5 separate regions of the Mus musculus genome follow, and regions 2, 3, 4 and 5 are each linked to region 1. Evidence: chromatin contacts called from public ChIA-PET, HiChIP or PLAC-seq and promoter capture Hi-C data. All regions are on one chromosome and are shown on one strand. The core of a region is the stretch at or near the end of the contact, and the rest is flanking DNA. Distances in the headings are between cores, read along the strand shown.

Evidence for each region. Promoter capture Hi-C pulls out the DNA fragments that hold promoters and counts their contacts. ChIA-PET counts read pairs in DNA pulled down with a chosen protein or histone mark. HiChIP or PLAC-seq counts read pairs in DNA pulled down with a chosen protein or histone mark.
Region 2: a contact with region 1 is called in a promoter capture Hi-C map of cranial neural crest. The contact joins the enhancer-like site here to the promoter of Crk in region 1. A contact is called at or near these places in 3 of 39 promoter capture datasets (cranial neural crest, liver and pre-B cells), 2 of 115 datasets of contacts at active chromatin or transcription factors (craniofacial prominence and embryonic basal ganglia) and 1 of 9 other capture datasets (liver).
Region 3: an H3K4me3 HiChIP or PLAC-seq map of bone marrow-derived macrophages shows a contact between it and region 1, with 2.7 times the contacts expected there. The contact joins the enhancer-like site here to the promoter of Crk in region 1. A contact is called at or near these places in 1 of 39 promoter capture datasets (pre-B cells), 1 of 115 datasets of contacts at active chromatin or transcription factors (bone marrow-derived macrophages) and 2 of 9 other capture datasets (adipose tissue and pancreatic islet).
Region 4: a contact with region 1 is called in a promoter capture Hi-C map of second pharyngeal arch cranial neural crest. The contact joins the promoter of Vps53 here to the promoter of Crk in region 1. A contact is called at or near these places in 7 of 39 promoter capture datasets (cranial neural crest, embryonic stem cells, liver and 3 more), 3 of 115 datasets of contacts at active chromatin or transcription factors (craniofacial prominence, embryonic basal ganglia and memory CD8 T cells) and 2 of 9 other capture datasets (adipose tissue and liver).
Region 5: an RNA polymerase II ChIA-PET map of memory CD8 T cells shows a contact between it and region 1, with 15 read pairs. The contact joins the promoter of Hic1 here to the promoter of Crk in region 1. A contact is called at or near these places in 6 of 39 promoter capture datasets (the C10 cell line, cranial neural crest, liver and 2 more), 2 of 484 Hi-C or Micro-C datasets (CD4 T cells and embryonic stem cells) and 3 of 115 datasets of contacts at active chromatin or transcription factors (embryonic hindbrain, large pre-B cells and memory CD8 T cells).

Annotation. Positions count from the first base shown.
Region 1 is chr11:75,678,009-75,680,708 of GRCm38.p6, forward strand. Crk (v-crk avian sarcoma virus CT10 oncogene homolog) reads left to right here and starts at 1,251. Exons shown (of 3, transcript NM_133656.5): 1 at 1,251-1,656. The coding sequence starts at 1,416.
Region 2 is chr11:76,159,401-76,162,103 of GRCm38.p6, forward strand. All of the region lies in intron 4 of Vps53 (VPS53 GARP complex subunit), which reads right to left. All of the region lies in intron 1 of Gm46252 (a long non-coding RNA gene), which reads left to right. Among named protein-coding and RNA genes, the nearest start is that of Gm46252, 9.9 kb to the left of the region's middle. Within about 2 kb of position 1,316, at least 33 of the 459 cell types and tissues checked have an H3K27ac peak or open chromatin away from gene starts, as enhancers often do.
Region 3 is chr11:75,394,420-75,397,119 of GRCm38.p6, forward strand. The region is part of intron 5 of Smyd4 (SET and MYND domain containing 4); the gene reads left to right. Among named protein-coding and RNA genes, the nearest start is that of Serpinf1, 27 kb to the right of the region's middle. Within about 2 kb of position 1,387, at least 22 of the 459 cell types and tissues checked have an H3K27ac peak or open chromatin away from gene starts, as enhancers often do. A contact at or near this core is called in bone marrow-derived macrophages, where this site is marked.
Region 4 is chr11:76,178,232-76,180,931 of GRCm38.p6, forward strand. It overlaps Vps53 (VPS53 GARP complex subunit), which reads right to left and starts at 1,407. Exons shown (of 22, transcript NM_026664.4): 1 at 1,182-1,407. The coding sequence starts at 1,268. It also overlaps a transcript of Tlcd3a not described here.
Region 5 is chr11:75,168,983-75,171,682 of GRCm38.p6, forward strand. Hic1 (hypermethylated in cancer 1) reads right to left here and starts at 1,273. Exons shown (of 2, transcript NM_010430.2): 1 at 21-1,273. The coding sequence starts at 537.

The DNA.
Region 1 (2,700 bases), core at 1-2,500:
AGTTCCTGGTGACTAAGCTAGATCAAGATGAGTCACTGGTAACAAGGAAGGGGCCCTTTTCCCTGCTGTCTCTCCCAGGGCTGGCCCAGACTATGGGTGGGAGCTCTGGAAGGCCGGAGCTATTGACTAGGCTAAGGATAACTTTGGTTTTGTAGTGAGACCGGGTCTCACTATATACAAAACACAGTAGTAACAGCTATGCAATGGTGGCACACACCTTTAATCCCAGCACTGGGAGGCAGAGGCAGGTGGATCTTTGGGTTCGAGGTCAGCCTGGTCTATAAAGTGAATTCCAGGATAGCAAGAGCTATACAGAGAAACCCTTCCCTCCCCCATTTTTTTATTAATTTTTTGAGATAGATGAAGATGATCATGAAGGAAGTAAAAGTAGGAGATACACCTGGCTACAACTGAGAGTTTAAAAAAAAATCTGGCTGGTGGATATGGGAGCCCCAATAGAGAGAACTCCATTTTTTTTTTTTTTTTTTTTTGGCCTGGCTGGGCATTTTGTTTTCTTTGCCTTGAGTACCCTTCCCCACTTCATTTAACATCCTACCATTCACCCTAGGTCATCTTATCTGTGGACCCCTTCCTCTTATTTGTTTTGGTTTTATAATACAGGGCCTCAGACTCACAGGGATCCTCCTGTCTCAACTCCTGAGAGGTTGGGATAACTGTCATGAGTCACTTTACCCAGCCCTTGGGTCTCTCCAGGACTACTTAGTTGATTTCCTTGTGTTTCTGCCCCCCCCCCGCCCCCATAGCAGATGTTGTTTCCTGGTCCCTCCCATAGGTGTGTGAATTCAGTGACTTAAAGCCAGTCTGGGTCAGCACTGCACCTGCGCGGCAAATGCGGTATCTGTGGCTGCTCATAGATAACAAGAACTTCAGCTGACCTCGGGGGAAACCGAAGGAAACACGGGGAAAAGACCAGCAAGTCAGGGAGCTTTGAGGGCGACTATCATCCTCGGACCACATCATCTTTTTTAACTTCAGTCCTTTTCTTGGTGTTGCTACTTGTAGGTTCTGGGAGAAAAGACCGGCCGCTACCAATCTGTCAAACACGGATCAGTCAATTTGTAGGTTGAGGCTCCGCCCCTTAGACCTAGACTCCGCCTCCCCATCCTCCGCGGTTGGGGTCTGGGCCTGGCGGCGACGCCCAGGACGCCGCATGCGCACTGAGGGCCCCAAGGACTCCGTTTCCCTTCTCCCAATGGCGGGCGTCGGTCCCCTTCCCGGCAGCCTCCCTCGGGTAGAGGGCGCGTCATTTCCGGTGGGGAAGGCCCGCGGCCGCCGCCGCCATTTCGGGCGCTGCTGGGAGGCTGACACCGGAGCCGGTCCGCTGGGCGGCGGGCGCCAGGGCTGGAGGGGCGCGCGTGCCGGCGGCGGCCCAGCGTGAAAGCGCGGAGGCGGCCATGGCGGGCAACTTCGACTCGGAGGAGCGGAGTAGCTGGTACTGGGGCCGCCTGAGCCGGCAGGAGGCGGTGGCGCTATTGCAGGGCCAGCGGCACGGGGTGTTCCTGGTGCGGGACTCGAGCACCAGCCCCGGGGACTATGTGCTTAGCGTCTCCGAAAACTCGCGCGTCTCCCACTACATCATCAACAGCAGCGGCCCGCGCCCTCCAGTGCCTCCGTCGCCCGCTCAGCCTCCGCCGGGTGAGGGACAGGCGGGTGGGAGGCCCGGGCGGGGGTGAGGGCCGTAGAACCCTGGTCTGCTGCAGGAGGGACGTGGGCAGAGAGGGCTAGAGTGAACCTGGCGGGGGAGCTGTCTTCTGAGCAAGCTGGTTCCCACCGATGAGCGGGATTGTGGGGGAGGAGGAGCTGCTCACCGAGGCCTCTGGGTGTGCCTTGGGAGCCGGGGAAGGGGAACTGCTGCGGCCCCGGGGTGGGGCTGGGCGCCAGGGTCAGGCCCAAGGGCAGGGCAGGGCTAGGCAACTTGGGGACAATGAGTTAATGGGGATGTTACGGGGACATCATTTGGCAGTGGTACTCAGAATGGCTCTGCTAATCCTACAAGTGGCTTTTAGGCTTGAAACGTTTCCTGCAGTGTTAGAGCCGGGTTTGGCCATACTCCCCTGGTGGCCTTCGGTAGGAAGTCACCACGTACTGACTGGCTGGCTGGGAGGGATGGAGACACCCTCAGGAAGCCGGTCAGCTTTTTCCTTTCTTGGGCATTTTTCCAAAATATCTTTACCGTGCTCTTCCCTTGTGGAAGGTGGTGAACTAAGTGACTTGGTGATAGAAAAAAAATCCTTCTGTGACCAGCCCCGCGTAATTGAAGCCTAGCAGGCAAATTGTGTCCAAGAGGTTTTAAGTGTCCAAAAAAACTGCCCGCTGCAACTAGAGTTTCTAGTTTCAAAGTGATTAGTGGAGGAAGATTTTTTTCCTTTAGAAAACAAACAAACAAACAAACAAACAGGCATAAGCCAGTGAGAACAACCTTGGAAGTGAATGGCACTTCATTCTCCCTGGATTTACTTAAAAAGTGTCAGACACGTACTTCTGGGTCTTTTCTTGCTCTCTAAGTTGGTGTTGTGGTCAAAATCTTCCAGGATATGAGAACAGACCTGGCTAGCAGATAAACACCAAGAATAATTATCCCACTGTTTCCTCGTCAAGGACCATTGAGTTTTAACTGTCTTAGCTGTCTTATTGCAGTTGTCTTGGCAATGTTAAGGGAATTCATGCACTTAGCCCTTG
Region 2 (2,703 bases), core at 66-2,565, 480 kb after region 1:
GACCCTGCTTTAAAAAGTAAGGTGGAGAGACACTGATCTCCTGCCTACACACAGACACAGACACAGACACAGACACAGACACAGACAGACACAGACAGACAGACAGACAGACAGAGAACACAAAAGAACTTCCCTCCTAAAAATGTAATTTACAAGGCCAAGAGATGGCTGAGCAGCATGAGGTTCTAACAAGCTGGGCTTCAGTCCTGAACCATAGAAAAGGAGACAGAACTGACTCTGCCAACTTGTTCTCTGATCCCAGTCCATGCACTGATGCACACGCTTATGACTCTCCCCCCATAGTAAATGTCTTAAAAATGTCTTTCAAGAGATCATAAAAGTCAGGTCTGGAGGCATGCACCTGTAACCCTAGCACTTGGGAGGTGGAAGTCTGAGGGTCATAAGGCCAAAATATACTTCATGAGACCCTGTCTCAAAAAAACCAAAACAAAAAACCCAAAAACAACAAAAAAGCAAGCAAATTCAAATAAGACTCCATGATATGCACTAAGGTCGGTCTCTTGCTTTTCAAGGTTAAAAAGCACAGCTGCTCTGGTGGGCTTGGGAAATTCTGTCTGGGCAGGGCACCTTCCTTTGGCCCTACTGCTGCTGTCCTGAGTGTTCTCAGCCACTGAGAAGATAAGTTCTGAAAGCAATCTCTGAGTGTGCTCCAGGGAAGAGGGGCACACGGGTGTCCTGACCTGTGAAGCCCAGTATTTTGGCCCATCCGTAATTCCCCTCGTCTGTGCCAGTCAGCTGGAGATGCCCATCAGCAAGCCACCCACCAGAGTCACAGTTCTATCCCTAGGAGCTGACAAAGACAGAACCAAGCATGCTCTGCTGAAAGTCCCCACTCGAGCTTGCATTTCAATCTGCTGGAGAGACAGATGGAGGAGATGACAGGAAAAGCGATTATTTCTTCTGGGCTTCCTCTCTGTCTGGATTCTAAGGAGATGAATACAAAATTCCATCACAGACTGAAATGTGATCTAAACATTCTTGAAAACACGGTCTTGTTCTCTGAAATCCGAGCTGCCCTGCTGGCAACCACGTGAAGGTGGGGAGAGGCATTCCTGAGGCCTGCCCTTTCTGGGGCTCACTCCCCCATGCTGCTCTAGCATGGCCCACAGGTAGTGGCCAGGATGTGCTCCAACACAGCACGACCAACAAACACTCCTCAAGAATCATCAACTTCTTTTCATTTTCTTAGAATTTCACATACCTGAGACTCTCCCAAGTAGTTTAAGGTTCCTGGTGAGCCATTCTAAATGTAGGTCACACAATACAGTAGTTCTATTCCAAATAGCAGCAGCCTGGGCCTATTCACACATGAACCATAGGCTGGAGATGTAGCTCAGCCATAGAGCTACACACACTTGCCTAGAATTCAGGAAGCCCCAAGCTAATCTAAGACACACCAAATATTCAGTGTAGTTGCATGTAGGACTATTTGAGCTGAAGTGTAAAGATAATAAAAGAGTTCTTGCCTTCAAGAAGTCTACAAACTAGCCAAGAGGATAGGCAAGCCAAGGAAGAGCATGAGCTCGGAGGCCTGGCACAGCAGAGGGCTGAGAAGTGACAGGTAGGAAGGGCACACATCTGTCTCCCCTCTGTAGAAGACTAGAGTCAGATAAAGGTCAAGTCTCCTTGGACCTGAAATTATGATTCCTTTGGTGTTATTCAGATGGGAAAAATAAAACTTCATTATTTAAAAAGCAGTATTTGAGCTGGCCTTTAAATGGGTAAAGCTTTAAAATGTGAAAACTGGAAAAAAGGGAAGCAAAAACCCCAACAAAACAAAAACAAAAGCACTCAGGCCTTAACAGAGAAGACTGATGGGTGACCCGATAAGAGGCAAATGTGAGCAGGATTATCCAGAGCTGTCTAGATCAGGATAAGAAAGCAGGAAGACCCTCCCTAAACTACACAGGCTGGGGTCCTAGTCTGACTAAAAAGAAGAAACTGAAGTGAATAGCAGCCTTTACCTCTCCCTGCCTCCTGACTGCGGATGCAATGTGACCAGCTGCCTAATGCTCCTGCCGCCGTGCCTTCTGGGTCATGACAGATGTCTCCTCGCCAACTGTAAGCCAGAATAAGCCCTTCTTCCCTTAATTTGCTTCTTGTTGGGTGCTTTGTCACAGAGATAATAAATAATTAACACAGGTACAAAGATATGCATGGGTCAGAGAGCACGTGGCATGTGACAGAGCAGAAAGTTTTCAGTACAAACGAAGAGACAGAGTATGAAAACACTGAAGGCAGCCTCAAGCAGCAGGTAAGAAAATGTGTTTGACTTCACTCAGTGTCAGGAGGCACAGAGTGTTCTGAAGAGGCAAATGGCATGACACAAGAAGTGGAGTTAATCAGCACAATGAGACCTTCCTACTGATTATCACTCCTAAGGTCCTGTTAACATGGGACCAGGTAGACAAAGACGAAGTAGTAAACCTGTGAGAGGTCGGGAAACAGGATACCTTTAGAGAGCTAACAGCAACAAATACTCATGATAAGAAAAAGGTTAGGGGCCGGAGAGATGGCTCAGTGGTTAAGAGCACTTGGCTGCTCTTCCAAAGGACCTGGGTTCAATTCCCAGAACCCACATGGCAGCTCACAACTGTCTGTAACTTCAGTTACAGGAGATCCAACACCCTCACACAGATATCCATGCACACAAAACACCAATGTACATGAAGTGAAAATAAA
Region 3 (2,700 bases), core at 137-2,636, 280 kb before region 1:
CCGAAGTTCAAATCCCAGCAACCACATGGTGGCTCACAACCACCTGTGATGAGATCTGATGCCCTCTTCTGGTGCATCTGAAGACAGCTACGGGTGTACTTACATATAATAATAAATAAATCTTAAAAAAAAAAAAAAAGAACACTATTCACAAGGTACAACAACAGTGTACTAGGAAACTTTAAAATAGCCCATCATTCATTCTAGGGGAAAAATCTTTTTAAACTTTAGTGTGTAAGAAAGAGAGAGGGGCTGTAGAAAGGCCACAGCACGTGTATCCAGGTTAGGAGTCAACTTTTCAGAAGCGGAGTCTCCCCTTCTACCTGTTTTTGAGGCAGTCTCTTGTTTCTGCCCTACACTTTGTACATGAACTTCAAGATGGTTGTTCTATTTCTGCCTCTCATGTTGCCCTATGCATGCTGAGCTTACTGATGCCAGCCACCACATAAGCATGGCACCAGCACTGAGCCAAGGGCAGGCATCTGGCTCACATGGAGAGTTACCCATCAAGCCATCTTGCTAGCCCCAGAAAATGTATTTTTGACAGGTGTGGTGGTGCACATATTTAATCCCAGCACTCAGGAGGCAGAGGCAGGCAGATCTCTGTGTCTGAAGCCAGCCCAGTTTACAAATCAAGTCCCAGAATAGCCAAGGCTACATAGAGAAACCCTGTTTTGAAAAACAAACATCCTTCTGTGTTCCAGTCACAATGACTGCTGTAACAATAATATGAGGATTTGGGCGTGTCAAAAATCACAAGTAGCAAGGTGTAATGGGCAGGCCTTTAGTCTCAGCACTTGGGAGGCAGAGGCAGGAGGATCTCTGTGAGTTTAGCACAGCCAGGGCTGTTACACAGAGAAACCCTGTCTCAAAAAAACCAAGCAAAAATAGAATTACAAGTTAACCAGGGTATTGGTGTTAATATGAAATAGCAGAACTCAAGATAGCTAATGAAACAAAGGATTCTATTTTATAAAGGAGACATTCCATACTGAAATATATGCAGAGCCTGATGCTTGCCTAGCAACTGAACTACACCCACACCCTCTTCATGAAACTTAATAAATGCACACTATCAAACACATTATCATGACAAAAATGATAGTCTATATCCTCTCTCTAAAAGTTAAATAAAGATATATATATTTGTCTATGAGATTGGCAGTATCATTTTGTTGATATCATGATTAGTTTTTGTTAACCTGTTACAAACCTAGGCATGTCTTGGAAAAAGGAATCTTAAATTAGAAGATGCCTTCATAAGATTGGCATGTAGGTATGTCTCACTAATGATTGATGTGGAAAGTCACCGAGGATGGTGTCACCCTGGGCAGATGGCCTGGGGTATATAAAAACACAGGCTGAACAAACCACAAAGCAGTAGTCCTCAATGGCTTCTGCTTTAGTTTCTGTCTCAGGTTCCTACCTTGACTTCCCTCAGTGAAGGCATGTCACATGAGAGTTGTAAGAGGAAATAAACCCTTTCCTCCCCACATAGTTTTTGGTTATGATGTTATATGTCAACAACAGAAACTATAACTAATATAGTTGGTTTTCTTTTTTTGTTTGTTTTGTTTTGTTTTGAGACAGGGTTTCTCTGTATGGCCCTGGCTGTCCTGGAACTCACTTTGTAGACCAGGCTGGCCTCGAACTCAGAAATCCACCTGCCTCTGCCTCTGCCTCCCAAGTGGTGGGATTAAAGGCATGCGCCACCATTGCCTGGCTGGTTTTCTTTTTTTTTTAATACATTTATAATGCATTTTAGATTTAAAAAAAAAAATGGCCATGGCATATAATATAAAAAGAAGTGCTTACAAATCACCATGTGCCCTTGCCATAAATTATGTAAAAATTTCCATATGGACATCAGTCTCAAGCTTACAATCTCAGCACTCATGAGCCTGAGGCAGAGGCAGGAGGATGGTGAGCTCAAGGCCAGCTTAGTCTACATAACAAGATCCTGTCCAAATAATAACAACAGTAATAATTTCATACATAGAACTAGAAGGGGCCACTGCAAAGACAGTATGACAAAACCACTGGCCCTGCCTAATTGTATTTTAAATAACTGTCCTCCTCTCTGTAATTTTCAGTTTCTAATTTTTACATAACTACCATGTATTCTTTTTGTAATTTTAATTAGTTTTTTAATAATAGAAACAAGCTAAGTGCTAAGAATATTTTCATATGAACATTTTCAAGGCACTTGATACATACCTCAGATTTGCCCTCCAGGTGAGCAGTACCAATTACGTGCCACCAGCAATGTTAGCTTCCTTTTTTCCCTACCATCTGATTCTGTTTCAGTCTATTCGTAGTTCTGATCTTGTTATATCCCTTTTTATTGTTTCCCTGGGTTCCAACACCTCCCAGTTGAGTGTTCTCATTGAATTTCATTAGCAGCTGTTTCATTAATGGCACAGAAGAAGGATTACAGTGTTAACTAGGATAGACTTTGACAAAGAACTATGAGAACATATCTTATTATCTTTGCATAAATTCTTTTTAATCAAAGTTCCTCAAAAGCCTCTCTCTGTTCCCATCTCAGGGAGTAGGTCTGGCCACTGATGAGTGTCCAGGCCACAGTACAGGTGTGCGTGGTTCTGTCCCTGTGGGAAGGGCACATCTGTGTTGTAACAGGATTCCTGTCTTAACAAGCCTTGCTCAGGCTCTAAGTGGTCCTGAGCTAGCTAACTGCCC
Region 4 (2,700 bases), core at 157-2,656, 500 kb after region 1:
AATACTAATAAAAAAGAAAGGAAAGAAAGAGTGTGTCTCATTTAATGGCTATTGGGAAGGTAGCCCAAGTAAAATAATTCTACTACTAATAATTAGCATATATGGACCATTAATACTTTATTTTTTTGTTTTTCAAGACAGGTTTCTCTGTGTATCCCTGGCTGTCCTGGAACTCACTTTGTAGACCAGAGGTTGGGGAGACGTGTGCATGTGTATGTGTGTTTTGTCCAGGAGTAGTTTTCTCCCTCTATTTTGAGGATCCTGGGGAAGAGACTCAGGTCAGCAGGCTTGGTGGCACAGTGCCTTTACCCACTGAACTATCTCACTAGCCCTCAGTCTTTTAGTTATGGTACAGATTTGTCTTAGTTTGCTTTACATTGCTGTGATAACACAGCATGACCAAAAACAACTTGTAAAGTAAATAATTTATTTGGATTACAGGTTATAGTATGTCGTCATCAGGTGAAGCCAAGCCAGGAAATGGAGCAGAAATCACGAAGGAATGTTACTTACTGGCTTGCTTTCCATGGCTTGCTCAGCTTGCTTTTCTATACAATCCAGAACCTGCTGCCCAGGGGTGGTACCTCCCACAGTGGGCTGGGCCATTCTACAGCATCAACCAAGAAAATGCCCCCACAGATTGCCCGTGGGCCAATCTGATGGAAGCAATTCTCAACTGAGGCTTCCTTTTCCCAGATGACTCCAGCGAGTGTCAAGTGCGCGCGCACGCGCACACCAGCACAAGGGTCATTTTCCAGTATGCCGCCCCACAACCCTATTCTGTCATTCGTTTCCGCAATGGAAGTATCCCACTGCCAATTCCAAACCACTCCAAGAGTTTAACCAGAGAAATGGAAGAAGCCGCACTAGCTGGAAAATGAATAGAGTCTTAAAATCAACCATAATCCGAATTCTCTAGTCACGGGGCTCCCTCTAGGTTTATCCTGTCAAAGAGGACAGCTCGGCCCAAACTCAGCAGGGCGTAACAACCTCGGAAACACAGAGCCTAGAGAAGACGTGTTCGGTCCCCAGGCTGAAAAACCCATCCCCACCTTTACCACCATCCAGACTTCCGCTCAGCATAAGAACCGCCACCTTTCCAGCCTAGCAGGGGAGATTCGACCCTGGCCTAGAGCTGCCCCTTCCACCGCAGCTTCCTCCCGAGGGGGTGGAGCGCTCACCTGCTCGATGGCGAGTTGCACCTCTGGCGTGAGCTGCAGCACAGCCTCCAGCTCCTCCACAAACTCCAGTTCCTCCTCCTCCATCATCCCGCCGCTCAGCCCCCGACGCCCTCTCCAATCCTGCTCGCGACCTGTCTGTCACCAGGACCCCAGAAGAGCAAGCCTCCAGGTACGGGGCTCGAGGGAGCCGCTACTTACTCGGCTAGCCTGGCACTTCCGGAGAACTGGGCACTTCCGGGAACCGGGGGACTCTGGGATAGCGGAGGACTGACTTCCGCAGGCATGGCTGTCAAGTCCCTGGAAAATCTCCAGACAACCCTTAACCTCAAGTTCCCTGTTCGCACGCGGCGGGTTCTTAAGATTGAAAGCCCTCTCTTCTTCGCCCAGGGCGCATCCCCCACCAGCGCCGTAGTGTCGCCCGGGCGCCCCAGAGAGCGGTAGCCACGGCAGTGTCCCAATGGATGGGCAATAAGCCCCGCTGGCCATGAAGCCAACGTGCAACCCGCTCGCTGGATCCCCTTGGTCTAGGGCAGTCTGTGTCCCCCTGCCATCGGGAGTGAAATGACCCCAGCTGGTAAGTGGCAGTGTTGCCAAAGACATTTGAGGTTTGGGAGAGCTTCTGCTCCTTAGATAAGGATCTACTGGGCAGAATTGTCTGAAGCCTCCTCGCTAGGGTGGGGAGTAAGGAGAAAAGCGACCCAACGCTGGGAAGTGTTTGGTTTTTGAGACCGAATGTCCGGGCTGTACATCCTTATTTACACCCTTGATAACCTTATGATCTTGAACAAAGTATTCCCATCTGCCCTGCTTACACTACGTTAGATGGGGTGACATTAAATATGGAAGTATTATGCAAACTTAGGCAGGTAGTACAGGAAATGTTAGGGTGTTTAGCCGCGTACATTACAAAAAGAGGAGCCAGATAGCCCTGTGGAACCGCTTTTCCAGCAGGCACTGGAACAATGATGGAATTGCAGCCAAGGGAAGGGTTGCCTTACCAGTTCAACATTGTGAAAACCTCGACAGAGGAGTATCTGGCCCTGCTGAACTTTTTTTTTTTTTTCCGTACATATAGTTTTATAAAAATTGCTTCAGGAATAATATAATTTGCTTTTTTTTTTTTAGTTTTTAAAAAACATTATAGTTTTAGGAATGGAATTTTATTGTTGTTTTAGTTTGCCCCCCAAAAATGTGTGAGTAGTATAAGTTTTAGCAACAGCAACAAAAGAATGCTTTAAAATATAATTGCAGGAGGACTGTGAGAGACATCAAGATGGCTCAGCCAGTAGAGCATTTGCCCTCAAGCCTGATGCTTGAATTCATCCATCGAACCCACATGTTGATAAGAGAGTTCTAACTTCCACAAGTTACCCTCTAACCTCCACACATATATTATTGACTCATAAAAGTATTATTTTGACAATTATTTAATGACATAGCGATATATGCACAGTGTATTTCAGAAAGCAGAATATTTATTTCTGAGAGCAAAATTGGCTGGGTGTGATGGTACAAGCCT
Region 5 (2,700 bases), core at 23-2,522, 510 kb before region 1:
TCGCCAACTCGAGGACCCACCTGGGGGGCATGTCGGAAGCCCCGGGCCCGGCTGCCGGCGGATCCAGGGGGGGACGTGGCTGCAGTGCGCTGCCCTCCGCCCGCCGGGCCCCCGGTCGGTCTGTCTTGCCGGTCCGTCCTCCCCGCGTCCTGGTCGCGTCTCAGCCCCTCCGCGCTTTCCGCACACTCTTATCTGGAGCGGCCCGAACCGGCAGACGCTGCCGCGGCCATGGCGCCACCTCGCGGCCACGCGGGGACTGTGTGCGGCTGGGCTGCGACCTCTGGCGCACACCTGGGCCAAGAGGCTTGCAGATGCGGAGCTGAGCAGATCTTGCAGGTTCGCGCGCTTCCAGATGTGCCCACCTGGAGACTCAGATATCGGACCTGGGAGTCCCATAAACCTGGGGGTTTTGTGCTGAGTGCTCCCGAGTACATATTTATATGTTATATCGCGCCAATTCGGGGGGGGGGAGGGGAAGGTTCTGTCTTCAAATGAGGAACTCTTAAGCCAGGGATGGTGGCGCATTCTTGTAATCATCCTAGCATAGCACCCAGGAGTTGGAAGCAAGAGGACCAGGAGTTCAAGGTCAGCCTCTACTACCTGAGACCCTATCTTAGAAAAGGGGTTGGGGTGGAACACTACGAACAGTATTCTGTGAGAGGGCGAGCTTAGAAATCCTAAGTGAGATGAAGGTACATACGTTCGGAGCAGGAGCGGGGCGGCTTTTATTAGACATTTCTGAACACCATTATTCACTTGGACTCAGTGGAGAGAGACACATTCCAACTCTCCCTCAGACACATGTTATCAGTATGCACATCATAAACCGTCCACACTCAAACTCTGTCCAAGCAGTGACAAGGGCGCGCCATGTTTACACAGACCGCCCACCCCCTCCCGGAGTCCCAACTTCTTGGGCTACTGCGGAGGCTACTACGTGAAACGGGGTAGAGGTCCTACCAAAGAGCCCTCCCCGAACTTGCGGGTCTCCAGAAGGACCCTAGAGCCCTCCATTGGAAATAGCTGGACAGAGCCCCCTTGCGACGTGCCCCTCAAGTCCCCAATCCCCCATCTAAGCAGTTTTGAGGGATCTTAGTTTGCCCCCCCCCAATACACCATTCGAGAGATATCACGAGAACGGGCGGCTTGAGACCCCCTCAAAAAAAGATCCTACACGCCACACAAGGGAGAGCTCATTCATGTTGGTGACTCCTCTTTTAGGAGGGAGGGGAGCGTGCACCAGCTCTTGGGTGCTCACCGGAAATGTCCCTGCATAGCGGGGCGGAGGCATAAGCACCGTTGCAAGCACCGCGCCTCCGTGGCCCACGCTCCGCCTCTTCCCCGCACCTCCTGACCCCCGCCCACGCTATAGGGGGGGTCCCCCCAAACCGCCCACAGCTTCTTATTGGCTGCGCCATCCTCCGTGGCCAAGCCGGAGAGGCTGGGGCTCAGAGTTACTATGGTAACCAATGAGGTTCCCGGGATCTCATCTCTCAGAGGCCTTGGAGAGCTTAGCAACCGCGCGGGGCGCAGGGCGGGTGGGGGCTACGCTCGCCGCACCCCACGCTGTCTTCGAGCCCCCACTCCCCCGCTTGAGGTAGTGGCTGAGTCACTCGCCCGGGGCAGCCGGCCGGGCCTCTAGCTGTACCAGTGAGACACCAAGGTCTTGGGCGCCTCCTAGAGGCTGCGTTTCTTTGGCAGGAGACTTCTATGCCTGGCCTAGGCTTCTGGTCCAAAGAGTCTTCAAGGCTCACCAGGTTTCCGCGACAGTGTGCTCCGCCTCCATCTAATCCACTTACTACTTCGTATCTCCGTACAGTGTCCATACAAGACAAACACTGCAGTCCCACGGTGGACTCCACAATTTCTGAGCTCTAGGAGAAGTGAAGAGGTACCTTGGTATCTCTGTCGAGGGATACGCCTTGGGGCTGAAGCGGAAGTGTAACGGAGCGTTTGAGGATAAGAAGGCTCCCCAGAAGTGCTCTTAGGGATGAGTTTTGACAACTCTGAGTTCTCCCACAAGCAAGGGTGTCTCTGATGTCTCTGTTTTAAATGTTTTCTCCTTTTAATGGGGTTAGATCGTGCGAGTCTGGAGAGAAAGCTCTGTATGTGTTTTACACAATGGAGTTTATCCGCTGGTTGACCCATAAGGAGGTCGGCTGGGTCTTCAGTTCCTTCTTGTTCTATCCCTCTCCACCGACTCAAGCCCTTGTTGTATCGCTATGGGGCCAACCACATAAACCTTGCCCAAGTTTCACTGTGTACTCCCCTCCCCTCCCCTCCCCTTCTCTCCTCTCCTCTCCTCCACGCCCCACCACCACCACCACCACAGTTTCAAGTCTACGGCTAGCCTCGAACTCACAAAGGCGTCTACTTCCCACGTACAAGGATGCGCACCACCATGCCCCTCCTCTTAACTTTGCTTTCCCCTTCTTCCTGAGCTCCTCTGGTCATCCTGGTGCAGCTTCCTCCTCTCCGTGAACGCATGACGACCCCATTTAGAGCCCGGAGACAGAATCGGGCTGTTTTGGAGGACCTGTTCCATATCGTATTTGCCTTTAGTCTATTCTGACTCCTTTAGAAAGGAGTCCCAGCTACACACACCCTCTGCCAAGCTATTGAGCCCCCTTAGTCTCATTTTCTCTCTTACAGGCTCTGCCTATGCCTATTCCACCCCACTGAGGTGGCCCCCTCGTGCCC